Regions from separate parts of the Anser cygnoides genome. Here region 1 is linked to region 2. The links are chromatin contacts, called in public Hi-C maps. All regions are on one chromosome and are shown on one strand. Each heading gives the region's core, a stretch centred on a gene start, on an enhancer-like site or on the middle of the called end of the contact. The rest is flanking DNA. Distances are from core to core; before and after follow the strand shown.

What was found. Hi-C and Micro-C count contacts between places; a contact is called where the count stands out from the background.
Region 1: a Hi-C map of liver shows a contact between it and region 2, with 2.7 times the contacts expected there. The contact joins the promoter of RCN2 here to the enhancer-like site in region 2. A contact is called at or near these places in 4 of 7 Hi-C or Micro-C datasets (granulosa cells and liver).

What each region holds. Positions count from the first base shown.
Region 1 is chr11:13,813,612-13,821,040 of Taihu_goose_T2T_genome, reverse strand. It overlaps RCN2 (reticulocalbin 2), which reads left to right and starts at 2,208. Exons shown (of 7, transcript XM_067004109.1): 1 at 2,208-2,414; 2 at 2,510-2,615; 3 at 4,414-4,610; 4 at 7,102-7,203. The coding sequence starts at 2,307. SCAPER (S-phase cyclin A associated protein in the ER) reads right to left here and starts at 2,010. Exons shown (of 33, transcript XM_067004071.1): 1 at 1,775-2,010.
Region 2 is chr11:13,763,758-13,770,974 of Taihu_goose_T2T_genome, reverse strand. The region is part of intron 3 of PSTPIP1 (proline-serine-threonine phosphatase interacting protein 1); the gene reads left to right. Among named protein-coding and RNA genes, the nearest start is that of PSTPIP1, 28 kb to the left of the region's middle. Within about 2 kb of position 2,349, at least 1 of the 3 cell types and tissues checked has open chromatin away from gene starts, as enhancers often do. A contact at or near this core is called in liver, where this site is marked.

The DNA of each region.
Region 1 (7,429 bases), core at 959-3,458, 50 kb before region 2:
CACAGCTTATACAAGTTGAGTAGTGCTTTATAAAATTAAAATGTAGAAATGTAAAAAAAATTGTAGTGAACATGAGGCAGATAGCTTCACCTGCAGAAAATAGCTGTTAAGGAACGGCACTTTCCATTCCTGGACAACTGCTCTCATGCTGACAGTTTAAGAGGAACAGATTTACATTTGCTGATGTCTTAGAGAAGAAATGGTATCATGGCTTCAGTCAAGTCATTAGGAGGAGGCACAAATGAGCCAATGTAGTGGAAATCTGTGTTGAACATGATCTTCTAACATTAATCTGTGATTGAAAGAGTAGCTCCAAACAGATTTGTGAAAGACTGTATGCAATTTGGCTAGATGGAAGGAGAGATTTGTCAGAAAAGTCAGAAAGTTCAGCACATAAAAAGCTTTTTGTATGACATGACTTGCATTCTGTTTTTAAAATAGCATCACTGATACTCGCTTTTTATTTGCAAGTTACGATAGCAATGCATTCGCTACGCACTTGGTTAAAAATATCGAGAGAATGTAAGGCCCTCTTTCATTTTCCTACATCCTTACCAGAACAATTTCGAATTTATGATATGACTGGTTAACTGAGTGCTAGGAAGTGTGGACTGTATTTTGATACAGGCAAACTACGGAGTGAAGAATATGATTTTCTATGCTGTCCTTCTTGCTGAGCTTCAGCAAGTGGTGGTGGGGTGTTGTTTTTTTGTTTGTTTGTTTGGCTGGTTGGTTTTGCTCGCTATATTATTCCAGCTATTCTTATTTCCTTCTGCTATCTTCAGTCATCCTGGCATGTGAACATATTGTTATTAAACTTGTTCTTTGCACATCTATATTGAATTTGCTCTTTGGAAGCTATTACAGTTGTTTAGGCATACGTATACTATATTATACGTATACATATGATACGTATAATCCGATACACTTGTCAAGCCTTGAGATATGCAGCAAAGAATTTTTCTGGAGTGTTAGTAATGCACTAGACAAAGAAGACAAAGTATCTTCAGTACTATTTTTGGAAACCAATCGAATCTTATTTTTGTTTTGATTGCTTATAGGATTTGCTTTATCTACACAAACCACAAGCAGCCTGACTTCATTCACACTTTGTATATATGATTTCCATAAATACTGACGGGAAATTTGACATCTAAACCAATAAAGCATATTAGACTTAAGTCACTATTAGATTTTTTTAAAATAGAGAGACATTTCTTATATGGGCAGGAAATTGCAGTAACACATTTACTGATTTATTACAGTATTGTAGTCTCACATCTCCCAAATGAAGTGTCTTAGCTCTTCGCAGTTAATAGAATTTGAGGTTAACCAGGGAGCAGTACATCGCCATCATCACCGAGGATGAGGGACAACACAACAGACAAAGCTCCATTAATTGAGGGCTCTACTTAAACACGTCAACAGCTCCCTTTCTGGAATTCCAGATAAGCTGGTATCACTTCTTTCTGTTTGAAAGAGGACTTCCAGAAATAGACTAATCTTGAAAGGAGAAGTAACAAATCCAACATCAACCTTACGCAAATCTCAATTAAACCACTGAGAGTGATTAATTTGACCTCAGTGGACTCTGGATCTGAGCAAGCCCAATTTCATGTGACATCTCTTGGTTACGACTTTCCTGCAGAGGCCCCCTGCTCATTTACTGGACATATTTTCAGTCTGCCTGAGTGGTAAATGAGATTCAATTTATTTTACAGCTTTTCTTTCTATTATCTGTGCTGAACAGTTATGAACATTTGTATTGATTCACCTTGCTAACTCATTTATAACGCCTCGCTTCCTTTTCCCTTTGTGCTGTAAGTGCGACTGTGAGTTCAGGCCCACACCAGGAGCAAGCTTTCCTCCTCTCTGAGAGGACACTTTCACGCTGCCAGCTTCCTGATGATCTTCGCTGCGGCAGAGTTTGTTTGAAACAGCCCCGAGCTCTGACAAAATTCACTCTGGCCTGCCAGTCTTCACTGATGCCTGAGCCGACCCACTTTCTGGAAGTGAGAAATCACAGACCTATGCTGACAGCACTTGGTACCTTCCGCTGCCGCGGCACAAAGGGACGCCTGGGCGGGAGAGGCAGGACAAAACTTCGCGGCCCCGGCCCCACGACGTGCCCGACCCCACCGCCGGCACCTCCCCTACCAGGCCCCGCGGCCGGCCGCCCCCCGCCCGGCCCGGCCCCCAGCCGGGGGCAGGCGGCGCCCCGGAGCCCCCCGCGGCCCCTTCCCTTCCTTTCCCGTTCCCTTCCCTTTCCCCGCCCCTCGCCGCGGGTCCCCTCGTCGGCGGGCGCGATGCGGCGGCGGCCGCTGCTGGCGCTGGGCCTGGCCCTGTGGGCGCTGGGCGCGGCGCACGGCCAGCACCGCGCCGACTACGACCGGGAGGCGCTGCTCGGCGGGCAGGTGGGCGGCGGGCAGGGGGCGGCGGGCGGGGGCCGCGGCCCGCCGGGGTGGCCTCGGCGGCGGCGGCGGCTTCACGGCGGTTCCCTCGCCCGCAGGAGGAGGCGGAGGAGTACGCGCGGCTCAGCCCGGAAGAGCAGCAGCGGCGGCTGCGGGCCATCGTCAGGAGGATCGATGCGGACGGCGACGGGCTGCTCAGCAAGGGTAGGGGCAGGGGGCTGAGGGGCGCAAGGGACGGGACGGGCGGCGGGGGTCGTGCTCGTGCGATGGGCCCGGCGCTGGGCCTCACGGAAGGCTGCGGGACCCTCTCCGTGGAGAATCGCCGCGAGAAATGTAACCACCATCTTGCACAGCCTGTCAGAAATGCCGGGAAAAAATAATAATAAAAAAGGATATAGAGGATATCTCAGTCCCCAAGGATTCTGTTTTCCATGACACAAGCAGCGAGGGCCATGGAAAGCAGGCAGGAGGAGCACTACCACCGACAGCAGAGCTCTTCCCACCCTCCACAGTACCAGTTTTGCAGCTGTACCTCTTCCTCACACCTCTGAAACCCCCTAGAATCAAGTGCTTTTTGAAATCCTTTTTGCACAACTAGGAGAGCAAGGCAAGGAGGTAAAGAAGGTACCTGCAGCCATAACATTGAGTGCACACACTTGAACACCTACTAACATTGAGCCACACTGTGGGATCATACGTGCTTTCCATCACAATGTAGCACCAAATGTTATTTCCCAGACGAAGGTTTTATCAAACCTGTAAATTCAGGCACCATCACAACACTTTCTTCATCTAATTGTCAAACTCATTGTAAAAATGTCGGTTTGTTCTGCTGGAGCTTAACAAAAAAAAACATAAGTGTCTTGTGAACGTGCACACAGAGCAAACACAATCCTTGTTCAAACTCCAGAACCGTGATATGTCACTGACATGATATCAAGCATACAGTAAGCTTTCTGGGTGGGAGGAGAAAGTTCAGTTTTAAAGATAAGGCCAACTCTATCTCTTGAATGTCTTCCACTGGATGTGCTGAAACTAATCAGCTGCACACTTAGTTCAGTGTTCCTGTACCTGACTGAGCAGAGGTGAGGTAGTATGTGACTTTGTAAGGGTGGCTAACTTGTAAAATAAACAACAAGCACTTTGCAACGTGAAGGCTGTAAGAGAAGAGGTCTAATATTTTAAAGTGCAGAAATTCCCTCTGTACTCAATCCTGACGATACATACTGCGTCTGGTTCTTAGCCTAATGGAAACTTGCTTTTCCCTCCCTTCCCAAAGGAAAATCACAGTGGAACGCTTTTTTACACTAAGAAACTTAGAAATTGATGGGAACGGTGATTTTTGGATACAAATTTACATTTAGAATTTTCTATATTCAATTTCATTTTCATAAAGGTCTGAAAAGAAAGGTTAAATGATCCTAGAGTTGGATGGCTTCAGGTTTGAAAAGCCCTGGCCACATAATCGTTTCAAGCTGACATAAATGCCAGCAGCCACCAAAAGGGGCAGGCTTGCATTGTTCAGGCCTCAGTAAGCTTGAAATAAGGGTAACTTCTCAGCTGAAAACTAAGAATCTTCCTTATGGGATAAGTTCCTAGTTGACCTAGTTTGCTGTGCAGCTGCATGAACACTACCTGTAATCATTTCTTCCTAACCACTTCCTTTGTGTGTCAGAGGGATGCGTCACCCTTTTTCTGGCAGCACCAAAATACACCAGAGTGAAGTAACCATCTAACTCTAGCCTGAGGGTATCAATAGGGAAACCGTATGGTACGACAGAAGACGAACTAAAAGCTGTAGTTGTGGTCTAATCTCTTACTCGGTTAACTTGAAAAAAAGGCATGGCACAGAGGAAGTAGGCTGTTTAACCAACCTCTTGCCTACATACTTGCATCTGAATTACAAAGTATATTCCAAACTGAATAGACCTGTGGTATCTTTACAGTTTTTATACTATAGATTATTCTGATTTTTGTTTGGTTTACTTTCTTATTTTCACAGATGAGCTGAGCTCCTGGATACAACAGTCCTTTAAACATTATGTTACACAAGAAGCTAAGCAACACTTCCACGACTATGACAAAGATGGTGATGGATTAGTGTCTTGGAAAGAGTACAATTTACAAATGTATGATCGTGTCATTGATTTTGATGAGAACACTGTCCTGGAGGATCAAGAAGAAGAATCATTTCGACAGGTAAAATGTTTCAGCATCAGTTTCTGAAAGCTGCTGGCAATAGGAAACAATATTTGTTTACTCTGACAGAACAGGATGGTTAGAGAAACCATAGCAGCTGGCGCATGTTTTAACACTTTCATTTATCTGAGATAGGGGAGTAATTAATGAAAAGTAATGGAGTATTAAACTGGCTACCAGCAAAACACAAAGACAGAATGAAACTGTACCTCCTGAGTACATTTTGGTAGCTGAGTGGAGTATAAGTCTACTGGCAGTCTTATCACAGAGCAGAGCTTCCAGCAAATGTCTTAAAACAAGATGGCAATCTATTAAATTAGGTCCATGGCCTAACCAGTGTCCTGCCTGTAGCTAGGGCCAGTAGCACTGGTGTTGGTCAGCCTTGTACTGTACTCTTTAACCACCCACATTGCACTGCTTTATCCACTTTTCATTCATTTCTGAAGTATATGGTGTGGGGGATCAATATTGCCTGCTTTTAAATTTTTCTGTCCGCTAGAGATCCACAGAGAAAGCAATAGCAATTCAAATATTTTTAGCAATCCAACCCTGGTACATAAAACTGAATGTATAAACAATCGAAGTTACGGATTAATCTTGTATATGCAATTAAATACTTAAGAATGGAAGGAAGGAGGCAAGAGGGACAGGGAAGGAAGGACACTACAAATCTCCCGTAGTAAAACTTGTTTGTTTTCAAGTTAGACATTTGTAAGTACATGTAAATATTTCCCTAAAAGAGAATAAGTGAGTTCTTAGACTATTCTGGCCTGAGATTTTTTCTGAGAAGGAGTGCTTTGGTGGCTACTTCTAGTAAAGTAGTAGTCTTGAATATAGTGTTGACAGACGTTAAGCTGGAATAGACAATAAGCAATGAATTTTACACACTGAAGAAAAATCAAACTGTAAAGCTTTGGAGGTCACTGAATTACGTAGTTTTTAAATAAAACAAGATTTTGAATGGAACTACTAGTCAAAATCTTAACCCCATGTTTGAGATGTTGCCATCATGTTATGCTGAGGTAGAACTACTTATTTATAATTTGTGATGATTGCTTGCTTGGTTTTCCTACTTGCTGACTTCTTCAACCTACATTGGCAAAAGCAAAACTAGCAGCATTGCACCAGCATCGTGTGTCAGCTGTCTTCAGCCATACTTTTGTAAATTAATGATCCTGCTCTAGTTAAAATGGAAAAGTTGGACTTTGTTACTGATTTTGAATTGACATAAAGTAAACATGAATTTACCAGAGGGTGGCAGTCTTGTTCATCACATCTCAAAACACTGAAAACAAACGTTTCCCCTCAACAGTTCAAGTTTATTTTGCAGTCTAGTACTGTCCCTAGCCAGTCCTTCTGAATTGCCTTCCAGTTTAACTCTTAGCTAAAGTCAGCTTTTCTTTAAACGCAATTAATTATTTTGCAGAATAGTTAAGCTCTTATACTTTATTTGTTACACGTGATCTGCATGAGTCAGATTAGCCTAACTAAGCTGAGAAGATTCAATAAATAGGATAGAAGCTAAGAAGTACAACTTCAAGTGTTTATTTTTAAAGTATTTGTGATCTCTGGTTTGCTGGCCACTGCCTTATCCAGATCAGAGTCATACTGTTTAGTACAATACACTCAAACACAGGACTCCAAAATTTTCACAGCTCACATCGCATGCATTTTGAGTAGAGATTTGTTATCAGTGGTTTGGGTCTTTATTTTGTCTGAAGAGACTGTACAGAATGAAACAAGGGCAAAGAACAAGGGTTTTGCACATTTAGAGTACAGAAGAAGGAAGTGCAAGACATTCAGAAATAGTAACTTGCCTGTTTATTGCGGGTATTATCTCTTTTAAGAAGGCATGCTAATATTTATACTTAAAAGAGGTTACAGAAGTGACTTTGATTTGAAATAAGTTCAGATGTAATGGACAACAGTCTTGTATTAAAGGAATCTGCCTCATCCTTCAGCACTTAAAATGGCTTCAGAAAAGGCAGTTTACATATATGATATTTGAAGACTTTCTTGGAACTATGAAGAGCCCTTGATGTAAATGAGATATAGATTCAAAAGGTTAAATGTCCTGAAAATGTAAATGTTAGAATGTGTGATGGCCAGTCTAACAGTAATTGTACTCCACTAGGTTAGTTTGGGAATTGGTGACTTATTGAAGTGGAAGCATGTATAAAGACAAGACTTCCTGGTCTTTTCATCATCTCCCTTTCATGTTTTTGAAGCCTTGGCTGAGAGTGTTTCAAATGTTCCTAACTGAAATGAAGGAAATTTTTATGGGATTCTTAGAAAAAAGACCTCCTCCCATTAAAAGTGCTATTCTCATTGCTCTGGATGAGCTCTTCTTAGTGAAAATAAGACATCAGTATAATACAAGAAAGTAATGTGAAACAATTAATGTTCTAATGAGTTTACAGCCAACTACTATAATGTTTTTCCTTTTCATTAAGCACTCTAACTAAATCTATTTTCTAAGCTTCATTTAAAGGAGAAAAAGCGTTTTGAAAAAGCTAACAGGGATGATGTTCCTGATCTAAATGTGGATGAATTCATTGCTTTTGAACATCCTGAAGAAGTGGAGTATATGACGGTAAGATTTAGGAGGAGGTCTTTATCAGCTCTGTGTATATAGAGGCAACATCTTTTTAATGTCCCAGTGCTACAGGAAGTGTGCTTTTGAGCAGCTATGTATATTGCTTTTCCAGACCAAATAAAAAAATCAGATGGTATGTTGTGAATTCAGTGCTGGAGTTCAGAAGATGGAGCAGGAGTGCAGTGCTTTTCTTGAAAATTTATTTCAAGAACTATTATTTGTC
Region 2 (7,217 bases), core at 1,100-3,599:
CAAGCAATTTTGGGCGTTCTGTCTTCTTGCCCTTGCTTCAGGCACTGCAGCTGGTAGAAACTACTTCCGACAGGGAAGGGAGATATCCACTTTTGGCACGTGGCACAGACCTAACTCAGCAATTGCTGGAAGCCTTGGGAAGTTCACTCTGACACATAGAAGGAGACACACACTTACACACAATTTTCATACTGCAAGAAGGGTCACGCATGCTCAGACCAAAATCTGTTCAGCCTAATATCCCATCCCTGGCGCCAGATCCGTGTGGAACGGCAGAACAGAGCAAGCATAGGAGAAAGTTTCTCCTAAACAATCTGGCCTTAACAACTTGTGGTTCAGGGACTGCCAAACCAGCAGCAGCTTTATATTGAATAGCCCCCAGCAGAGTTTTCTTGTGCCTTGATCTTATTTGAAATCCTGAAACATTTTATTAGCATCCACTGAATCTCCTAGCAAAGCAATGCACTTGCCTGTTACATGTAGAAGTGCCTTTTTTGTTGTTCGTTTCTAACCTGCCTCACCACACTTGCCATGTTAGCTGAGACATCACAACAGAGGCAGGTTAGCATCCTTTCAGCGAGGTTTCTCAAGGCGTGCCTGCACTGGTAAGCTGCAGTCCCCCTGCTTTTTGGTCTTACACACACACTGAGCACCATACCATCATCGAACACCTGGAAAAGGCTGGCTGCTTCTTTCGAGGCAATCACCTGGCTGTCCCAGCACAGTTGTGAACGAGCACTGTATGTGGAGATATGGGAAGCTGGGGAGTCTTAGGGAACGTGCTGGGAGGAGAACAGCTATCTGAAGGGAACATCCCTCCCTTCAAATAGCAGTGCAGACGTAACTCTTGGGTGGGTCAGACCTAGGAAGGGACAGGGCAGTCCCTGAGGAGTGGGCAAGGCGTGAGGATCACAGCAGTCACGGTAGAAGGATGGATACTGCCCAGAACCAGACCTCTGGAGCTCACCTATCAGAAGTCAGGGCTAATGGGTATTTTAAAATATAAAGTAGAAATTAAGACATTTAAGTTTAAAGCTCTGTTAACCCACTTTTTTTTTTTTTTTAGTTTATATATTGAAATTTCATAGTCTCTAATTATTCAAGAAATTATGAAAAAGATGATTACAAAGCTATAGCCGTATATTCTCAGCAAAGCACAGGTTATGCTGATTTCCAACAGGGGAGAGGGAACTACATATTATGAAGTTTAAACTGCTGTATATTTTTATAGCCTCCATATTCTGCATAGCACACATGGGAAAGGATGCACAGGGAGTGAGGATTTTCAGCTGAGTTACAAACTGAGAACAAATTTGCAACTGTTTACTGGTAGCACTCCCAGTAATAGATGATTCTCTTCAGAGCTCCTGCCTTTAAGAGGAAACACCTTTCAGGCTGCAAGGTGACTAGGAATTTCCATGCAGTAGCTTTGGGCAACTTTTCAGCAGAAGAATATGAGAAAAAGAATACCACAGAGCCCAATTTTCAGACACATCTTCTGCTTCAGCCGAAACAGAGCCTCTGGGATCTCAGCTCTTCTGTAAAGCAACTGATGTAAACATGTGGTAGCTGGTTAAATCTGCCTCGTCTGACAACTGCTATTTTTGTCATTTGTCCTGCTTGTCTCTTCTCGTGTATATGATTTCCTATGTTTTTCCTTCCTTCTTTTCCACTAACATCTCCTTCAGACCTTGGGAAAGGGCAGTTCCTTCAGACTTGTGCCTGCTCTGCCCTTCTGCGCAATGCCTGAAATAGAATATTTCAGTGAGCGTGAGGTGAGGGCACCTGTAACGAAATGCCAAGCTGCTGCTTCCTGTGTATAAATATAGTGTGTCTGTCACATAATATACACAATCTTCTGTATTATTCACACAAAGCAAGCATTTTTTAACTGAGGCTAAAAACCTTTTGGAAGGTCACATTCTTCCATGGTTAAATATTTTCCACTCAAAAGTTCTGAACCTGCACAGAGTTTGTACACTCACACACTCATATTCTGAACTTTCAGGATGCTGTGAAAATAGATCCAAGCATGTGCTTGAAAGAAGCGTGCCTCTGCTCAGTTTTTAAATCCAATCTAGACATGCTCTCTAGTGATGAGGACAGGCATTTTTGAGCAGGAGATGGGGAAAATTAGTCTTACGTGAGAGGTACATGAATTGTTTCGATTGTTTACCCATTGATTGGAACGCCCTAGGTCATTCTGCAGTCACAAGGGGTCTGTTTGCTCTCTTGTCCCAGCAAAGCCTGGGGCGATTTGTGCGTGCTCCCAGCAACCAGCCCTGAGAATGGTGGTATCGCCCTGTTCCCATTCAGTCCGGGGCTGCTTCCGCTTCTGACACTTATCTGAAAATATGTAAGTAGCAACAGCAAAAGACGTATGCAGACACACCGCAGCATTAGAGGAACTCTCCACATCTGTGGCTATTTTCATGAAAGACATGCTCCATCCCACCTGACACTGAGCCCAGCCTGCTGCATGCTGCAGCCTCCCCTAATAGCTGGCTACTGAGGCTAGCGCCTTGCTGCAGCTAACCTGTAAACAGACAAAAACTTGGACTCCAGCAGACAGAGAAGGGTGCTGCTCATGCCTTTTCTCTACCACAGGTGGTTTAAACATCACACCACAGCTGGTACCTATACAGAAATCTTTCTAGTTGCACAGGGTGGTTTTGCTTTTCTGTTTGAGGACAAGAAGAAAACATCCTGGCAAGCGATGCTAGATGTGATTCTTGCCTGCAATACTCTGCTATGTGCCTGGCATCAGACTGGGTAGTGAGGCGTTATCTCCCTGTTTAAAGAGCACAACATCCCCCTCCGCACCCACACTCTTCCCTCTCCTCGCCCCTCCCCACATCCATCCCTGCAGAGACCCCCCAGGTGATTGAGACCAGATGCTTTTGGACTTCTTTCTCCCCACTTTGTTACCGCCACTAGGCTTCACAGAAAAAGCGTTGGTAATATCACCTTAGGTCTATCCTACATGACAAGAGGAAAGACAGATGTTAACCGTGGCCTCAGAGGGGGCAGGCAGTGAGTGGGTTTCTGAGGCAGTGGGTGAACAGGACTGCTGGAAAGCGTTCTGCAGGCTGTATCTGGCAGAGACTTCTCCCAGCTTCAGAAAGAATGTTTAAAAAGAAAACAAAAGAAAACCCAAAAAACAGTAAGAGCAGAACAGTGTAGATTGTATTGATGTTAAAATGTAAACTGAGCAAAAAGGAAGACTGAGTTATTTTAGAAGAAGGTGGAGTTATTTTCCACTTCTATTCACCAAGCAAAGATAAAAAAGAAAGAAAATTTTAAAAGAGCTGTGGTTTTCCGGTTAGAAGAGCTTATGTTTTACTTTCCTGTGTACAAGATGTAGAGGGACTCTATGAATTACTCAGTTAAATCAGTCTCTAATTGGGTGAGGAAGCAAAGTACTGAAAAAAAAATGCCCAAGCCAGCAAGCCTACGGTTACAAAAGAGCCGTTCACCAGGGTATGTAGTGAGCCTACCTGTGGCCTCAGCACTGCCACTCAGAGCTCTGCTGATTGCATCTCTGGTGCCATGAAATTCAGCCTGTGATGACTCTGAAGAAGGTACCAGAGCCCCATCTGCAGTGCATTTCCTAGCAATCCTGGTGTCACGCAGGACTGCCCAGCACAGTCTTCTCTCCAGCAACAGCACAGCTCCCTAGCAAAAGCAAGGTCCAAGAGACGAAACGAGGGAAAGCAAATGCTAAGAGCAGCTGGGACAGGTTCAGCTTTAAATGTTGCCACCCATGCTGTTCCAAACCCCGTGCGCTAAGTTCCCCTCCTGAACTGACTATAAGAAAATTTTGCAGTGAGTGAAATGGATTTATGATCGGAAGCAGTGGTTCCTCACTACTTCTCATACTGCCAAGCGAGGCACCTCTTCTCAAATACAGGATGCATTTCCTGCCTTGAAAACAGAGGCAAGTTCTGCTGAGAGAAAGAAATCAAACCGAGCTCTCTAACGATGCATTCCGTAAATGCTTATCCTCTTAGAGGAGAGCCACAGGGACCTGCAGTCAGTACCCTAGGGAGATTGGGTTGCCAGGTAAATTTGGGCAAGTCTGCTTTGGAAAGGATTTTGAAACCTACAGAGCTAAGAATGCTAAATAATGAGCTTTATTGCCACATGCTTGTGTTCTCTACACCTCTCCTTGGCTGCCCAGGTCCTCTAAAAGCTCTGCTAGTCTCCTTCTACCCCTCTACTTGGAAAAACAAACACTGAAAAGTGCATATTTTACAAGAGCAGCTCAGTTCTGCTGTGCTCGAGTTAGAGGATACTACAGTACCAATATTTTAGCCACTAGATGGCAAAAATCACCAGAGGTTGCTGCAGAGTGGCTGTCACAATGGCTATATCTGTTCCCCATTTTTCTGGGTTCAGGTTTAATCCTGTCTGCACCTGAAATTCATTTTGACAAACATAATCTTTAAATGTCCAAGGGGGAGCCTTAACAAGCAAGCACAGCAAATTCGTGTCCAACCCTATTTCACTGAGACATCTGCAAGGGGCTGCAAGTAAAGATGCCCAAAGGTATCTTGTCCTTAGCTGGGGTGGTTTAAGTTTTCCTGAATTGGCATGGAAACACCAGATATGAGGAAGTTAAAGAAAAAGGGGGGTGGGGAGGCAAACTGTAGTTTTTCTTGAATTATTTTCAACTTCAGGTTTTCTAATTTGGCCAGAGAAAAAAAAAATCAACAAAAAAATAAATTGCTACCACAATGCCAACAGCACAATATACTGTGAGGATAAAGCACTGCATAGAAGTGCTCCTAAGAGTGAAGACATCCTCACTTCAGTTGCTTTGGAATCAAGCCCTTACCAATCTTATTAGAGAGTCACACCCACGCAGAAGAAAGAGGCAATAGGTATTGTATATACAAGGGTACCGACTGAATTAAAACTCTCATGTACGTCTGCTACATGGGATGCTTCCACGAAGCTCTCCAAAGCACTGACATTACATATTTCACTAGCACAATCTGAGCAGCTAGCAGGAGAGAAAAATTTATCTGTAGGATTGCTGCTGCTGCAGCCAGCACATCCCTGCAGCCCAGAAATCATAGAGGAATACCTGATGGATCTGTGGGTCGAGATTTGATTTACTTGTCCTCCCCCCCAGCATAAGCTGTCACAACAACATGGTTGCTACTCCAAGCCCCATAGGGATGAAGGATCTGATTCACTGATTTCAGAAAATTATTATAAAAATAGGGAAGGAAATGGCTTAAGTCTATTTCCGTCTTCTTAGGGACTGTGGCCTTGCCCTAACCAGCAGCTAAGGAACTGCCTGTGCAGATCTTTTATGCCAGGAGCAAAAGGCCAAAGCTTTCTGAAATAGCAACTAAAGACCATGTAGGGGCAAATGGGTTCCTCAGCTCATAGCCAGGTGTGTTATTATACCAGAAAACCAACTGATCCTTACAGAAAGCCAGCAAAAATGAGAGAAGCTTCATGTACTGCTTATCATGATCTACTCTGGTAGCTCTGGTGTCTGGAAAACAAAAAAGCAGCAAAACGCTTTTGTCCTTGATATGTATTGATTATGAATTACTTTTTTCAGTATCCATTACAGCAGCTTTTTCAGCCTTGCCATAATCCAAATCACCAACACTGATGAAAAAATCTCTGAACAACAGATCAATATGTCACGCAAAAACAGTATGTGCAATTTGCAAGTGTCCTCTGTTTTTAAAATGTCAGTATCTACCTATTTCTAGCATGAAGTTGCTAGCATATTTCCCACCTCCCATTGGACAGTCCATACAAAAAAAAAAAAGGAAAAAATACTTATGGAATAAAATTAGCTTAAGTTTTCAAAATAATCCTTTAGAGCTTTTAGGTGGGGAAAAGCTAAATCAGCTACTGATATTCAACTTGGTTTTTGATTTCAAGTTTTTAATTAAATGAGCTGTAATTAATCCTGTTTTTTTCCTTTGTGTTGTGAAAATTTAGTTTCCATCAAAGTTTCCACTCCAGACTCACTTTGTGTGAACAAGGGTACAGAAGGAAAGGTGAATGAACCTTCAGAATGACTGAATATCGTTAGGATGATAATCTGCCACCAAAACAAATTTAGTTTACCATAGTTATTTCCTTGAGAAGATGCTGAAAGAGTCCAACAGGTAGATGAATGCTCATGGCTTCTGGCTGAAAGCCTTTTCCTTATATTTCCATGGGCAGATACAAAGCTAGATTTGGAAGCACTTTGCAGGGCAGCTATCGCTGAGGACAGACCCAGTCTTTCCCATCCCCTGTGCACTTTTCTTCTGCCTGGTAATGTGTTCTTGCTACTTGGACAACAAGCTTTGATTAGGAAACAGATGTTCAGCCTAAATTAACACAGGGCAATTAGGACTCTTCACACAACTCCTAAGCTTCCTGGAACGCACAGGAGATGCAGGATTTCCCTCCCCATCTGCAGTCACACATGGCTGAGGAGTGATACGCATCCTCTTCTGGCCTCTCCCAGTAGCCAGGCTTCAGCCAAGGAGATTTTGGAGGCTTTTCCCCTGGCCTCCTGCCTGGGGCAGTCGGGTGCACTCTGGAGAGCCCAGAACTCTTTCCCTCAGGGAACAATACAGCCTAGGGCCCGAAGAGATGATTTCTGAATCTGAAAAACCTCAAAAATCACTGCACCTACTATCTTGGCTTCTGTGTACGCAAATGTCCTTCCAGCCTGCGAACTCGGAGCTAGAGCTGATTATTAAGTTGAAAAGGCCCCTTACAGACTGTGCTCTTTCCTCTCCTGTCACCTCTATACTGGTCTTTCTGCTGCTTTCTAAAAGGACTCTGGCTCACCAAAAATCAGGACATAGGTGGACTACCGTTACCCCTTCACGTCCCCTGCAACTCCCCACTGCAGGACCGCTCTGCTCGATGCGCGGGTCCATCAGAGGAGCAGTGTCAGTTTCGGCACTGTATATCGCAGCCCGAGGCCTGGTTTTACAGCACGGGTTATTCATGTTGTGCTTCTGGGATGCTGAGAGCCCCTGGCGAGCAACAGTTTCACGGCTCTCAGAGCCTTGTGTCCTTCCAAGGACAGCGAGCTGCACCACACGGGGGTGCTAGGAAAGCGCAGGATGGAGATGCTGCACAGCAGAGCTGCTCCGGCTTCAAGGGTGACCAGGGAGGAAAATTTTGCTGGTGCTGTATTCAACACAGAAAGCGGGGCTGGCTTCTCTCTACCCTTCGGGCTAGTG